2 separate regions of the Sus scrofa genome follow, and region 2 is linked to region 1. Evidence: chromatin contacts called from public promoter capture Hi-C data. All regions are on one chromosome and are shown on one strand. The core of a region is the stretch at or near the end of the contact, and the rest is flanking DNA. Distances in the headings are between cores, read along the strand shown.

Region 1 (7,176 bases), core at 2,584-5,083:
ACTCAGAAAGATGTTCCTGGCAGCCTTTGCTTCCACAGCTTATTTCCATTCTCTAAATGAGTTCATCCTTCCAACTGGAGTGACAGCCCGTGGGAACCAAAGGTGAGCCAGCTCAGCGATACGGCCCCTTTGCTCTGACAAGAACAGGAGTGGGTGACACAGCCACCACGTTCCAAAGTTCCCTAACAGGCCCTGTTTAGACCCCATCTGGGCTTACCGCTCTTCCTCATTTTGGACTGGCCTATGCATTTGGTTCCTGTTCCCATTGAGACAACTTCTTTTGTCACTGAGGGGGAAAAAAACAAATCATCAAGTGAGCTCTCGGAATCTGAATGGTCGGCAGGTTTAGCAAGACCTCACCTTCCTCCTGAGGGTTCTCGGGTCAGTTGGCTAACCCACCTGAGGACGGGAGTTCCAGCAGGGCCATCTCTGGCCACCAGAGGTACCACGCCACCTGGCGGGGAGCAGCGGAACCATCACCGAGGTTTACATCCAGCCACCAAAGGGCCTACCACCCCTGACAGGGAAAGGGAGCGTTGCCGGGAGAAAAGGTCTCACCTTGCACGGGTCTGTCAGGGCAGTCGCAGACCTGGTCAGCTGCAGGTTGTATCTTCACCACGGCTGCGAGCAGCGTCCACTCGCGGTTGGGCTCAGGCTTCCCTTGCTTGGGCAGCCTGCTCCCATAGTGCTCGTAACACAGCCGTGCAATCTCATCCGCCGTCCACATGGTGTGAGCTAGTGTTGAGGCCCTGAGCAAAACCCAGAACCGTCAGGACAGAAAGAAGCAATGCAAGATGCTACAGTCCCCACACCAGTGCTTCAACAGGCATGCAGATGTAGCCCATCCACCATCATACTGAGGCTTCTCTTAGGAACTCAGTATACTGTTTTCTATTACCTCTCTGCCCCTTTTTCATCTTTAACGAAAAGATCGAAGAAACTACTCAAAAGGAAAGCATAGGAGGGAGAAGGCTCCTTGCTACTCCAATTTTCATTTGGAAACAGCATGGAAAAGGCTGCAGACCTCAACTTGCTTTGGATGGAACCTCACCAAAGTTTATCTTTCTGGGGAGAAAGAGCTTTTCCATCTTTTTTTTTTTTTTTTTCCAGAAAGTTTTTTTCTCTCCTTTCCCCCACAGCAGGTTGGTTCTTTAGCTCTCTCCAGTAACTCTCTACTGGTGCCCCCATCAGGAAAGCAACACTTTAATTTCTCTTACCTATTATGACATAAAGGGGAGAAGTGACAGAGCCTAGAGGCTTCTCACCAGTCAAGTGTTCTCAGAGTGAGGACTTTGGAACGACCCTTTCTGGATTCTAACCCTGTTTTTTTTTTCTACAAATTAACTGTGCAATATTGGGTAGATTACTTAACCTCCTCTGGGTCTGTTTCCTCATGTGCTAAAATAGAGACAGGAGTTTTTGCTGTGGCAGAGAGTAAGAACCTGATTGCAGCAGCTCGGGCTGATGTGGAGGTGCGAGTTTGATCCCCAGTCTGGCACAGTGGGTTAAAGGATCTGGAATTGCTGCAAATGTGCAGGTCAAAGCTTTGACTTGGATTCAATTCTTGGCCTGGGAACTTCCATATGAACAGGTGTGGACATTAAAAAAAAAGAAACAGAGGCAGTAGTATTTAACCCACTGGAGTTATCAAGGGGCTTAAAATTTATAAAAAGCAATTGGTCACAAAATTGTAAATCAACTATACTTTAATAAAAATTTTTAAAAAAGCAATTACAGAGTTCCCATTGTGGCTCAGTGGTAGGGAACCCAACTAGTATCCATGAGGACAAGGGTTCGATCCGGGCCCTGCTCAGTAGTTTAAGGATCGGGCGTTGCCGTGAGCTGTGGTGTAGGTCACAGATGTGTCTCAGATCTGGTGTTGCTGTGGCTGTGGTGTAGGCTGGCAGCTGCAGTTCCGATTTGACCCCTAGCTTGGGAAATTCCATATGCCTTGGCTGTGGCCCTAAGAATACAAACAAACAACAAACAAAAAGAGCAACTGGTACAATGTTGAGCATAATTAATAGCAACTGAGATTTTATTTTTATTTTTGGCTACACCCACAGCATGTAAAGTTCCTGGGCCAGGGGTGGAAGCCGTGCCACAGCAGCGACCCAAGCTGCTGCAATGACAACACCAGATCCTTAACCCCCTCTGCCACAAGGGAACTCTTCAACTGAGATTAATCTTACAAAAAAGAACATTTGATTTTCCTGACTGCTTTGCCTTGAGCTCCTTGAAAGGCAGGGAAAAAGTAATGGACACATAAAACCAGAAAGCAGAGCTGACCTAAAAGAGGTCTAGAATAGTTCGATAGAAACTTTCCCACTCTTGACTCTACTGATGCTCATTCAATGACTTCATTTGGATTCAAATATATGAAAAGATTCTTAGGAGAAAATGAGATCAGATGGCAATGGACAAAGTTAAGTGTTTAAAAAAAAAAAAAAGGCTCTGTTGAGCCATAGTGTATATAGCAGACAAATGATTTATCTACAAGGAGCCCCTTGCTCCTATCCTGTTAAACTAATTAAACAAGGAGGCCATCAGACTGAAGAGACTCTAATGCTGTGGTGGTCTATCTAAGCAAACCAAGATCTAAACAATTTCTTTTCTTGCTTCTGCACTTATGCTACATCAGTTTCTACCTTGGCTCCTGTCTGCAGAGGGCTCCTAACTACTTCCACTTAGCTTGTGCCTGATTGGAAAGGATTTTTGCTCAAATAAACTCATAAAAGTTCTAAAATGCCTCAGTTTATAATTTACCAGTTCGGATGTGCAGGCCTGTTATTTCAATAAATGGTCATGGTAAATCAGACCACAGTGATTTAAAACAAGAATCCGGAAGGCACTGACATAAATTACGACTTTAAAGTCAGAGAACCAGCCTAAGTCTTGTATCTCTCTGAGCAAAAGAAAAGCATGGGCGAGCCCAGAATCCTCCATTTAGAAGGGATTTCTCTCTCATTTCAGGGGCAGAGGGGACATACAAGGCAGTATACTTTATGAAGGCAGATACTCTGGCACCAAACTGAAATTAAACCAGAGGCACGCATCACAAATCATAACAGCCAAAGACAACTTGCTAGAAGAAACGCTGACTCCCTACGATACAGCGGCTCAAAACTGTATCACCACCTTATTCAGAGTTGAGTCTGGAGGAGCGTGCCCAGTAGCGGAAATGAATAAATGTTTTGCTGTACTGCGTCCACTATTCTCTCCTAGAACTTGAATAATTTCTTCATATGAAACAACAGTTTAGTTAGACATGCACTTCTTTGCCCACAAGGCGGCATGTTTTAACAGCGGCAAAAAGTTTAAAAACCCACTTCCTTTTGAAAGAAAATTCAAGTCCGGAAGGCTGTCTGGGGAAAAGGCTTTAGCGAGGTTGGAAGGGACGCCTATTTTCCTTAGCCTCCCCTCCTCAACACCCTCCAGAGGCCCATTCGGCCAGGTATGGGTAACTCCAGGCCCGCGCAGCAGGGACAACGTGCACGCCTGCCCGCTGGAGTTATGCGGTATGCAACCCCCGGGTCACGCGCCCCGCGCTCGTCCGCAGCAGTCGCTGTCGGCGCAGGGATGTCAGCATGAAAGGAGCCGCATTTTCCCACCAGACACGCCGCTGGGTGCGGGGGAAGGTCCGCAACATCCACTTCCCACACAAAAAGGGGTCGAGAAAGTCAGACCTACAGCATCTTCCCCGGGAGCCCCAGGGCCCTCCCTATCCTGTGCGCCCTCGGCCCCACGACCGCAACCGCTCACGGACACCGCCCTCCCACCTCCTCGACACGCGCTCTCGAAGGGAGGAAGAAGACCGCGCGGCGCAGCGGACGTGACGTCACAATGAGGTGGCCCTCCCAAGCCTGTTCCCTGGAGGCACGCAGTGCACGCTGGCCCTTGTAGTCCTCCAGGGGCCGGAGCCAGGGGGCTGCAGGGTGGATCCTTAGAGTCCGTCGATTTGCGTTGCTCTGCGTAGATACAGATGTAATGGGCTCAGGGAGGCTGATTCCCCGGTAAGATAGATTCGTACGGTAGAATGAGGTTGTATGTTGGAACACTAGTTTGAATTTTTGTCTAAAACAGGTCTGTCCAGTAGAAATATAATTCGAGCCAGATATGTAATTTAAAATGTTCTAGGCGCTATATTTTAAAAAGTCAAAAGAAAAGGTGAAATTAATTTTAACCATATATTTTAACCCAGGTTATCCAACATATTTCAACGAGTAATCAATATTTAATAAAAATGTTCACTTATTTTACATTTTTTTACACTAACTTAAGAAAACTGGTGTGTATTTTATATCTCAGTTCTGACCAGCCACATTTCAAATGCTCAATAGCTACGTATGGCCGTTGGGTACTGTAGTGGACAGTGCTAGTCTAAAACCTTCGGTTTGCCAAAAATAGGTAGTATAGCTGTTTGGACATTTCAGAAGTCTGTATCATTCAGCAGTTTTTTTTGTTGTTGTTGTTTTTGTTTTTAACTCAGTTCCTAATGATGAGAGAGTTCTCTCAAATGCTAGAGGAGTGCAACTTAATTGACCCCATCCTTCTCCCTAGATCACAGGAAAAGGGCCACAGGCTTCCTCCAAGGATAAGGACCTTGCTCTTCCTCTCTCTCCTACAAGTCTAGAACTTGGGACCATACTTGTTTTTGTTCACCCCCATACAGCAGTTAGCAAATTGTGAGCCTTCAGCTGTTTAAGGGGGTATTTGTCATTTTTCTTGCCAAATGCCACAGATGTCTACAGCTGCTTCATTTCTTCTCTATCTCTGGCATTCTTGAGGCCAGACAGCTGGCTCTGCTCTAGTCTACTACTAAACAGCTTTTTTTTTTTTTTGTCTTTTTAGGATTGCACCCTTGGCATATGGAAATTTCCCAGTCTAGGGGTCAAATTGGAGCTGTAGCCACCGGCCTACGCCAAAGCCACGGCAACACAGGATCTGAGCCACTCGGTGAACTACACCACGGCTCATGGCAATGCCAGATCCTTAACCACTGAGCGAGGCCAGGGATGGAACCCACGTCCTCATGGATACTAGTTGCACTCTTTAACTGATGAGCCACGACGGGAACTCCCTAAACAGCTCCTCATTAATCCTTGTTGCCTTTCCAGTGGTCCACATTGATGGTACAGTGTTGCCAGAAGTCCAGTCCCTTATCTTGACCCCACACCCCTCCTTTGGTGAGATGATTGTTTTTTTTTTTTAGTTAACAGCACCTCGCTGAAGGATGTGCCATAGAAGTGTTTCTTCTGAGATACCACCTCGTCATGTAACCACCACTACCAAGTGCTTCTGGAGTCTGTGCTTTAACACCAGCAAAGATTGAGATGCTCAGCATGCTCTGAAGTTGTTCCCTGTTAGTAGTTTGGTGTGCTTAGATCATTTTACCAACCGCAGAAGTAGACACCTGCTCTGTGAAAGTACACAAAGATGCTCCCAGAGGTTTTGCTGAGATGCCAAAGACAAGTCTTTTGTTGTCAGACTCATTGGGGAAGAGTTACCCCAGCTGCCTCCCTGTGTTACGGGCTCTGTTTTACCAGCAGGCCCTAGTCACATGCTTAGGGCAGCTGAACTGAGCAGAAAGTGAAAACCTTCCCCACTCTTCCCCACCCACTGTCTAACAGGCATATCACAAAACCATTCACTTTTCTCAAACCTGCACTGTTTTTCCATTTCAAGTCAGTGACGACTCTACTTTCTAGTTGGTCAGGCCCCAAACCGTGAAATCATTTTGATTCCTTTTCCTAAAACCCACATTCCAGCAGCATTCTGCTGACCTCAAGAAGACAAAGTCCACCGATGCATAAGCATCTCCATCACTTACCGCTACCTCCCAAGGCTAATCCATCATCTCACCTCAGCCCACAGCTGCATGTCTCCCTTTGTCTTGCCTTCCACATGCTAACTAGGACAGTAGTGCTCAAAACCCTCCGATGGCTTCGCCTCTCACCCCTAAATCTGGCACCTCACTGATCTTATTCCTCTTTGGCCATACCAGACCCCTTTGCTGTTCCCCAAAAGTGCAGCCCTTTAGTCTGGATCATGCTGTGCCACTTAGATCTTTCCGGTCTCCGCTAGAAGAGGTCTTCCGTGATCGCGTAAGGAGCACTGCCCCCATCCACCTCTTTATAAAATAGCGCCTGTCCCCTCTCCCTGCCTTATTTTTCTTCTTAGTATGCATCACTACCAGAAATAAGGATTTACTTGTTTCTTGTTTAGTAGCTTTTCACACCCAGCCCCTACCCCTAAAGAAAATATAAATTCCATGAAAGCAGGAACTTGGCTTTTGTTCCCTGCTGTGCCTCCCAGCTCCTTAGAATAATGGCTGGACATTATATAAATCTGGTGAATGAATAAAGTGCTATAATCCTAAACCTTCATTAGCCAGCTGTCCTGGCAATAAGGTGACATTCCAAAGGTAAAGAGTGATGAGACAGGGGTAGAGACAAATGGTTTATTTGGTAACAAGGAGTAAAAAGGAATTCTTAATTCCTCTTCCCTCTTCTGGTGGCTGAAGTGGACCATGACAGCCAAACAGCCACACACGGGAAATCCCTTGAGGTCCTTGGGCAGAGACGCAGCGACGATGCCCATGTCGTGTGACGTGCCATCACTGTTTTCTAGACAGACGTGCCAGGTGCTGTGTTCTCCGCCGTGTCAGTGGCGGTTACATTCTCCTTCTTGTCTTCAGGTTTCATGGCGGGAAACAGAAGCACTTCCTACAGGAGAATGCATTCTGATAAGCAGCAGCCCTTTCCTCCAGCTATCTACCCATTCCTTTTATCCCTGGTTACTGTTGGCACCAAAATCCAGAGATCTGTGTTCTTTCAATTCGGTCCCTCTCAGTTACAGTGGATGGAAGAGCAGAAAGGCATGCACTGCCCAGGGCATGACGTCAAAGAAAGAATAAACAGAGAGCTTCCCTTCAATTATGATTTACTTCCTCATCTATAAAGCTGGGATAGCAACAGTTTCTGCATGTCACAGGCTGACTTAAGTGAGATATGCATGTCAACGGCTCAGGGTGTTCCTTGAAGCCTCAAGAAGTACAACCAATTAGTATTTCTCCTGCCTCAAGCAGAAAACCCCCAGATGCTGTCAGGTCAGATGACCCCCATCCTGTGTGGCTGTGTGTCAGGGCTCTGCCTGCCCCTCCCCCTGGCCTCCCAC
Region 2 (7,176 bases), core at 2,707-5,206, 150 kb before region 1:
GAAACTCACAGAACAGTACAACGAAGAATGAATTTTACCATCAAGCTAAAAACAGAAAAATGTAAAACATTATAAATATCCATAGAGCAATAAGGTACTGCACTAATGAAACAAGAATATGATTCTATTTTAAAATTTTCAAAGAACAACAAAAATGTTGTTCAAGGGAGTTCCCGTCGTGGCGCAGGGGAAACGAATCCAACTGGGAACCATGAGGTTTCAGGTTCCATCCCTGGCCTTGCTCGGTCGGTTAAGATTCTGGCGTTGCCGTGAGCTGTGGTGTAGGTCAAAGATTCGGCTTGGATCCCGAGTTGCTTTGGCTGTGGTGCAGGCCGGCAGCTGTAGCTCCAATTGGCCCCCTAGCCCGGGAATCTCCATATGCCATGGATGTGGCCCTGAAAAGACAAAAGACAAAAATAAATAAATAAATAAATAAAAACAAGTCACAAAATAGACTTCTTAATAGAAACACAGAAACTTAGAAAATAATGAAGGAATACTTTTAAAATTCAGATGGGGGTTGTTCCCGTCATGGCTCAGTGGTAACGAATCTGACTGGGAATCATGAGGTTTCGGGTTCGATCCCTAGCCTTGCTCAGTGGGTTAAGGATCTGGCGTTGCCGTGGGCTCTGATGTGGGTTGCAGACGCAGCTTGGATCCCGCGTTGCTGTGGCTCTGGCATAGGCTGGCGGCTACAGCTCCGATTCGACTCCCTAGCCTGGGAACCTCCATATGCCACGGGAGCGGCCCAATAAATGGCAAAAAGACAAAGGAAAAAAAAAAATTCAGATGGCGTTCTCCTGACGCACTGCAGGTTAAGGATCTGGTGATGTCACTGCAGTGGCCTGGGTCGCTGATGGTTCACAAGTTTGACCCTTGGCTCAGGAAAGCACTGGTGTGGCCAAAAAAAAAAAAAAAAAAAAAAAAAATTCAGAAGGAAAATTATTATTACAGAGCCCAGAATTATTATTATTATAGAACACAAAATTCTATACCAAACTATTAATCATGCCTGAGAGTCACTTGGTTATTTAAATATTTAAATATTTGGGGTCTCAAAAGTTTCTACCATGAATCTTTCCTCAAGAATTATTTGAAGATTTATTCTCATTTTGGTGGAAGAAACCAAGAAAGACATCACGAGACCCAAGAAACAGGGAATCCAAGAGAGAAGGGAAATAAAAGGATATCCAGAGTGGTGGTGACGATGGAAGATCTTAGGTTTAAAAATGGTAAAACTCAGCTAAGCTAGAGCAGGTCAGAAGGCAAAGATACTTGAAAAAAGTGAATGATGGAGTTCCCTTTGTGGCTCAGCAGGTTACATAGTGTCTGTCTGTGGGGAAGCAGGTTTGATCCCTGGCTTCATTCAGTGGGTTAAGGATCCAGCATTGCAGCAAGCTACTATATAGGCTGCAGACGTGGCTCAGATTCGGTGTTGCTGTGGCTGTGGTGTACACCAGCAGCTGCAGCTCTGATTCAACCCCTGGCCTGGAAACTTCCATATTGTGTGGCCATAAAAAGGAGAAGAAAAAAAAAAAAAGTTTATCTAATGAATCTACTCTTTTTTTTTTTTTTGTCTTTTTAGGGCCGCACCCACGCAGCATATGGAGAATCCCAAGCCAGGGGTCTAATCAGAGCTGTTGCTGCCAGCCTACACCACAGCCACAGCAATGCCAGATCCGAGCCAAGTCTGCGACCTATACCACAGTTCAAAGGAACACTGAATTCTTAACCCATTGAGTGAGGCCAGGGATCAAACCTGCAACCTCATGGTTCCTAGTCGGATTCATTTTGGCTGTGCCACAAAGGGAACTCCTAATGAATCTAAATATCTCAGGAAATGATTTAGACAATTCTGAGAGTTTAGTAGCAAGTACATAAATGACTAACAGGAGTTCCCAGTGTGGCTCAATGGAAATGAATCGCACTAGCATCCATGAGGTCACAAGGTTCGATCCCTGGCCTTTGCGAAGTGGGTTAAGGATCCGGCACTGCCATGAGCTGTGGTGTGGGTTGAAGATGCGGTTCAGACCTGACATTGCTGTGGCTGTGGCATAGGCCAGCAGCTCCAACTCCGACTGACCCCTAGCCTGGGAACCTCCATATGCTGTGGGTGCAGCCCTAAAAAGACAAATAAATAAATAAATAACTAAGCAACAACAACAAAATTGCAATGATTAACTCCAGAGAAAACTAGTGCAGGAATAGCCATAACGGTATATACCACATGATTCGGCCAGAACATGGTGTCCACAGTTGCTTTAAAAAAGTAAACACTTAATAATGACCTAACCCAAATTAGACAGAGGAACATTAGCAGGCTGGAGAGTTAGAGAGGGTCTGAAGGTGAAAAGATGTGTCAGCAGTAAGGGGAAAGCTAAAAGGGGGTAAAAAAATAAGACTTAACATGGACAGATTAAGAAAACACAATGGAAATACCAAATTTTAAAAGCAGATATCATTCTGCAGAGAAGTGATACGGATGATTAATAGTGATAGGAACTGCCATTTGAAAATAAATCTGTTAGAAATATTTAACTATTTTTGGAGTTCCCACTGTGGCTCAGCAGAAAAGAACCCGACAAGTATCCATGAGGATGCAGGTTCCCTTCTTGGCCTTACTCAGTGGGTTAAGGATCTGGTGTTGCCAGCTACACTACCTGTGGTGTATGTCACAGACTCTGCTCAGATGCCGCGTTCCTCTTACTGTGGAGTAGGATGGCAGCTGCAGCTCCAATTTGACCCTTAACCTGTGAACTTCCATGGTCCCCAAAAGCAAAAAAACATTCTAAGATAAAATAACTTAAAAAAGAAATATTTGACTATTTTTCAGCAGGTGCATACAAAACTTTGATTCAAATGAAAACTGGTTTTCAAATGATCACACTGGCAGATATGTAAAGACCAATGTTGGTGGACAAGGAATCTGAGAAACCAGCTGGGAAGTTACTTCAGGTCTTAGTGAAGAATAATAGTTGTTCAGTAAGAGTGAGATTGGAGAGAGAGTGATGAGAAACTCATTTTCCACACAGACACACTGGTTGGAACAAAAGAGAGGAAACAAGGACAACTCCTAGGCTTTTTTGGTTTTATTTTTCATCGGAGCTACTCTATAGGAAGATACTTATAATTTGATGGGGAAGCCTGGGGAAGGTGCAGGATGCCGGAAGGGGTAGGTCTGGGTGACGTTTATTTCAGCCTGGGTTCGGTTTTAGAAACCTATACAAAAACAAGGTCTGAAAAGAGAGAAATGGATACAGACATTGCAGAGAGGCAAAGGGTATCATTAAGTGAACTTGCTAACAAGAAGATCCCTCCTGCAGGCAGAAAGTGAAGATATCTATCTCTGCCGTGATGCCAGCGAGCAATTAATTCCCTGGGGGCGGAAGGTCTGGCGACAGACTGCCTTTCAGAAGACTGCAAGGTTGGTGAGGGTACGCGAAGACCGACCACCGCCAGCGTCCCCAGAGATAGGGCCCTGTTCACGTGCCAGTTCCCGAACTCCGAGAGGGGGCGTCGGCCGAAGTGAGGCCTCGAGAAAGGGCTGCGCGAGACAGCCCGGGGCACACATCCCGGGTCACGGGGGCCGCGCGGTACGAGGACGCGCGGCACCCGCGCCCGAGAGCCACCCGGGCCACCGGGCCCACGCACGGGAGCCAAGCGCGCCTCACGTGAGACGCGGGGCGGGGCAAGCTGCCTCTCGCCTCTAGCCGAGTCGCTCACCCGACGGCACGTAGTCCTCGTCCTCCTCCGAGGTGGAGAAGTCTTCGGAGTCGAATTCCTCCATATCGCTGCCGCACGAGGGGGGCTGAGTCGCAGGGCCGCAACAGCTGCCCCCAACGGCAAAGCTCTAGGGAGCCACCATAGAGCTGCGGCGGGGGCGGCGGCGGCGGCGGCTGGGGCGGCCCCCAGCCTCTGCACATGCGCAGAGAGTGTATGTGGTCGAATGCGACACTTCCGGACCAGTGCCTTCTGCTGGATGCTACTGTGGGGGTTGGCGGAACACGGGCTGGGCGCCGAAGCGGTGCATGCTGGAACTTGTAGTCTTCAGAGCTACCAGCTGCTTTGATTTAGTAAACATGCTTAAACTAAGTTTGTTTTGCCCGTGGGAATACGGCAGACCTTCATTACTCGCAGTTTGGTATTTTTGAAATCGCTTACTTGTTAAAATTTATTATCACCCCCAAAATTAATATTCGCGGTGCTTTCTGGGGTTATTTGCGGACATGCGCAGAGAGTGAAAATTTTTGAGTCAACCCAAGGTTTGTGGTACCAAGGTTGAAAGAGGCAGGCGGTCTTGCTTCTTCCGCTCGAATGCTGTAAATAAGTGTCCTTTTCGCAATCACTTTAGTGCCGCGTTTTTTGCATTTTTGTGCTTTTTGTTGGTGATTTCGCTGTTAAAAATGACCCCCGAGCGTGGTGCTAAGGTGCTGCCTAATGTTCCTAAGCGCAAGAAGGCTGTGATGTGCCTTCCGGGGAAAATACGAGTGTTAGATAAGCTTCGTTTAGGCATGAGTTGTAGTGCTCTTGGCCGTGAGTTCAATGTTAATGAGTCAACAATCCTTTACATCAAGAAAAAAAGAAAAGGAAATTCGCCGATCTGTACGTGAGGCTGCTCCGGAAAGTGCTGAAGTGACGTCTATAGTGGGGGTGAGGAAGCAATGGAAAAAATGGAAAAGCGGCTCAATTTGTGGATTCATGAGAAGACAACCGATAAAAAAGGTGTGGTGGACAGCACTGCTGTGAAGCTGAAAGCCAACGAAATTTACAGCCATGTTACCCAGGGTCAGAAAAATGTGAAACCGTCCTAGGCTAGTGCTGGGTGACTTGCACGTTTCAAAAGGCGATATGGGGTGAATAATGTTAAGCTTGCAGGTGAGACAAGTTCTGCAGATCAGGAGGCTGCAGAAATTTAAAAAATACTTGCTAAGTATTATAAGGAAAAAGGATATGTGGAAGAGCAGGTTTTCAATGCTGATGAGACTGGCTTATTTTATAAGGATGTTGGCAAAAGAACCTATATAACGCAAATGGCCTCCAAAGCCTCTGGCTTTAAATCTTTCCAAGACTATGCAACCCTGCTTTTGTGCACCAATGCCAAGGGTGACTTTAACTGCAAACCCCTAATGGTGTACAGAGCTCCAAGTTCACAAGCATTTAAAGGGAAAAGTGTGAACCATATGCCGGTCCATTGGAGGTGGAACAAAAAAGCGTGGATGACGTCTGATTGGTTCCAGAGTTGCTTCATACCAGAAGTTGAATACTATCTCCAGGACAGAAACCTTGCCTTCAAGATTTTGTTCATTTTGGATAATGTGCCCGTCCATTGCTGTGAAGAACTCACAAATGCTCACCCCAACGTAGAAGTTCTTTTCTTGCCCCCAAATGCTACGTCTCTCATCCAACCCCTGGATCAGGGCATAATAAAAGCCTTCAAGGCGCACTATACTAGGGAGCTTTACAGCAAGGCTTTCGAGGCTCTCAAAGCCAACAAGGAAAGTACCGTGATGGACTATTGGAAGTCAGTCACTATACACAACGTTATTGATTATGTTGGCACAGCCTGGGACAACATCAAGCGGGCTGCTATCAATAACTGTTGGAAAAATGTTTGGCTGGACTGTGTGGAAAATTTTGAAGGTTTTGAAGGTGTAACAGAAAGTATAAAAAACAGTGTCAAAAACATAATGCCTATCGCGTGGCAAATAAGTGGAGAAGGTTTTGATGATATGAGGGAAGAGGATGTGGGGGAGATTAAGAACCCACCAATGAAGACCTGGACGAGATGGCAAAACAAGGCGTTGGAGTCCATGATAACGAAGACAGCGATGAAAGTCAGCCTAAGAGTCCAGGAATTGTCCCTCTTACAGCGGCCAAAATATCAGAATGGAACTCTGCCTTGGGAAAACTATTCAATGACATGGAAGTGTGTGACCCTATGCTCGATCGCAGCCTCAACTTTAAGCGCTTAATCTCCTTTGCGTTTGCCCCCTATGCCAAGATGCTTAAGGATTTGAGGCGAAAAGCCATGCAGGCTCCCAGTATTGGGAGCCAGTTGGGGAAGGAAGATTGCCGATTGCATCAACAAGTGGTGAGAGCCAAACCCCTGAGGTTGAACCAACAGTTGTCACTCTTCCATCCTCTTCCCCTCCTGCAGAATGACTTCCACCAACCTCTCCCTTGGTTTTTGTGGGGCAAGCCAAGGTCGAGAGGTTTAACCACACTCTGCCTGGTGCCATCACCCAATCTTCAGCTCCATCAACAGTAAGATTCTAGTTCATGTTTTCATAAAACTTTAAATGTTTGAGCTTCCCTTTTTTCAGAACTATATTTGCATTACTGTACAGTATGTAGGATGTGTTTACAGTACTGTATAAATTTACTTATGTGAGTCCTGTGTGTATGTGTGTGTGTGTGTGTGTGTGTATGAGGGGGAGAGTTAAAGTAGTTCAACCTCAGTATTGTAGAGTGCATTGCACAGAGATGCTGTCATTGAAATATTGTTTTATTAAAATACTACATATCATTATTTGTAAGAAAGATATATTAAATAAGGTGTCTTTGAACAGAAACACATAAAACAAGATTATGTACTGATGTGTTTACAAAAATGGTACGACCAGAGACCCCCCCCAGGAACCCAACCTTGTAATTCTGCTAATTGAGGGTGCGCAGTGACCTTATAGGTGTCATTACTGACAGCAGCAAGGATCAGTTGTATTCTAGAATTCAGACAACATGCCCACCAATCCTTCTGTCAAGCTAATCCATAAGAAGTACAACCATATAATCTTGGTCATTTTGTCATATTAAAAAATGTTAATTATAATACAGCTATAGGAGGCAGTAATCAGAAGCGAATGCAGATGAGATAGCAACAAGTATATCCTGTTTGCTCAGATTTCGGGTTTTTTTTTTTTTCAGGTAAAAATTGCTCCCTGTTAATATTCTGGGCTAGGGCCTGTGTTACCCAGTCTAGTGTTATCTAAATCAAGGAATAGATGAATCACATTTGTGAGTAAAAGGACATTACAGGAATTCCCGTCGTGCACAGCAGAAATGAATCCGACTAGGAACCATGAGGTTGCAGGTTCAATCCCTGGCCTCGCTCTGTGGGTTAAGGATCCGGTGTTGCCATGAGCTGTGGTGTAGGTCGCAGACACGGCTCAGATCGGG

The links. Promoter capture Hi-C pulls out the DNA fragments that hold promoters and counts their contacts.
Region 2: a promoter capture Hi-C map of fetal liver shows a contact between it and region 1, with 2.9 times the contacts expected there. The contact joins the promoter of CFDP1 here to the promoter of ADAT1 in region 1. A contact is called at or near these places in 2 of 5 promoter capture datasets (fetal liver and liver), 6 of 47 Hi-C or Micro-C datasets (embryonic fibroblasts, epiblast stem cells, fetal heart ventricle and 3 more) and 2 of 2 datasets of contacts at active chromatin or transcription factors (alveolar macrophages and skeletal muscle).

What each region holds. Positions count from the first base shown.
Region 1 is chr6:12,073,020-12,080,195 of Sscrofa11.1, reverse strand. ADAT1 (tRNA-specific adenosine deaminase 1) reads right to left here and starts at 3,833. Exons shown (of 10, transcript XM_021093768.1): 1 at 3,780-3,833; 2 at 559-749; 3 at 218-286. The coding sequence starts at 727. KARS (lysine--tRNA ligase) reads right to left here. Exons shown (of 14, transcript XM_003126856.3): 14 at 6,447-6,725. The coding sequence ends at 6,627.
Region 2 is chr6:12,220,481-12,227,656 of Sscrofa11.1, reverse strand. It overlaps CFDP1 (craniofacial development protein 1), which reads right to left and starts at 3,956. Exons shown (of 7, transcript XM_021093775.1): 1 at 3,724-3,956. The coding sequence starts at 3,787.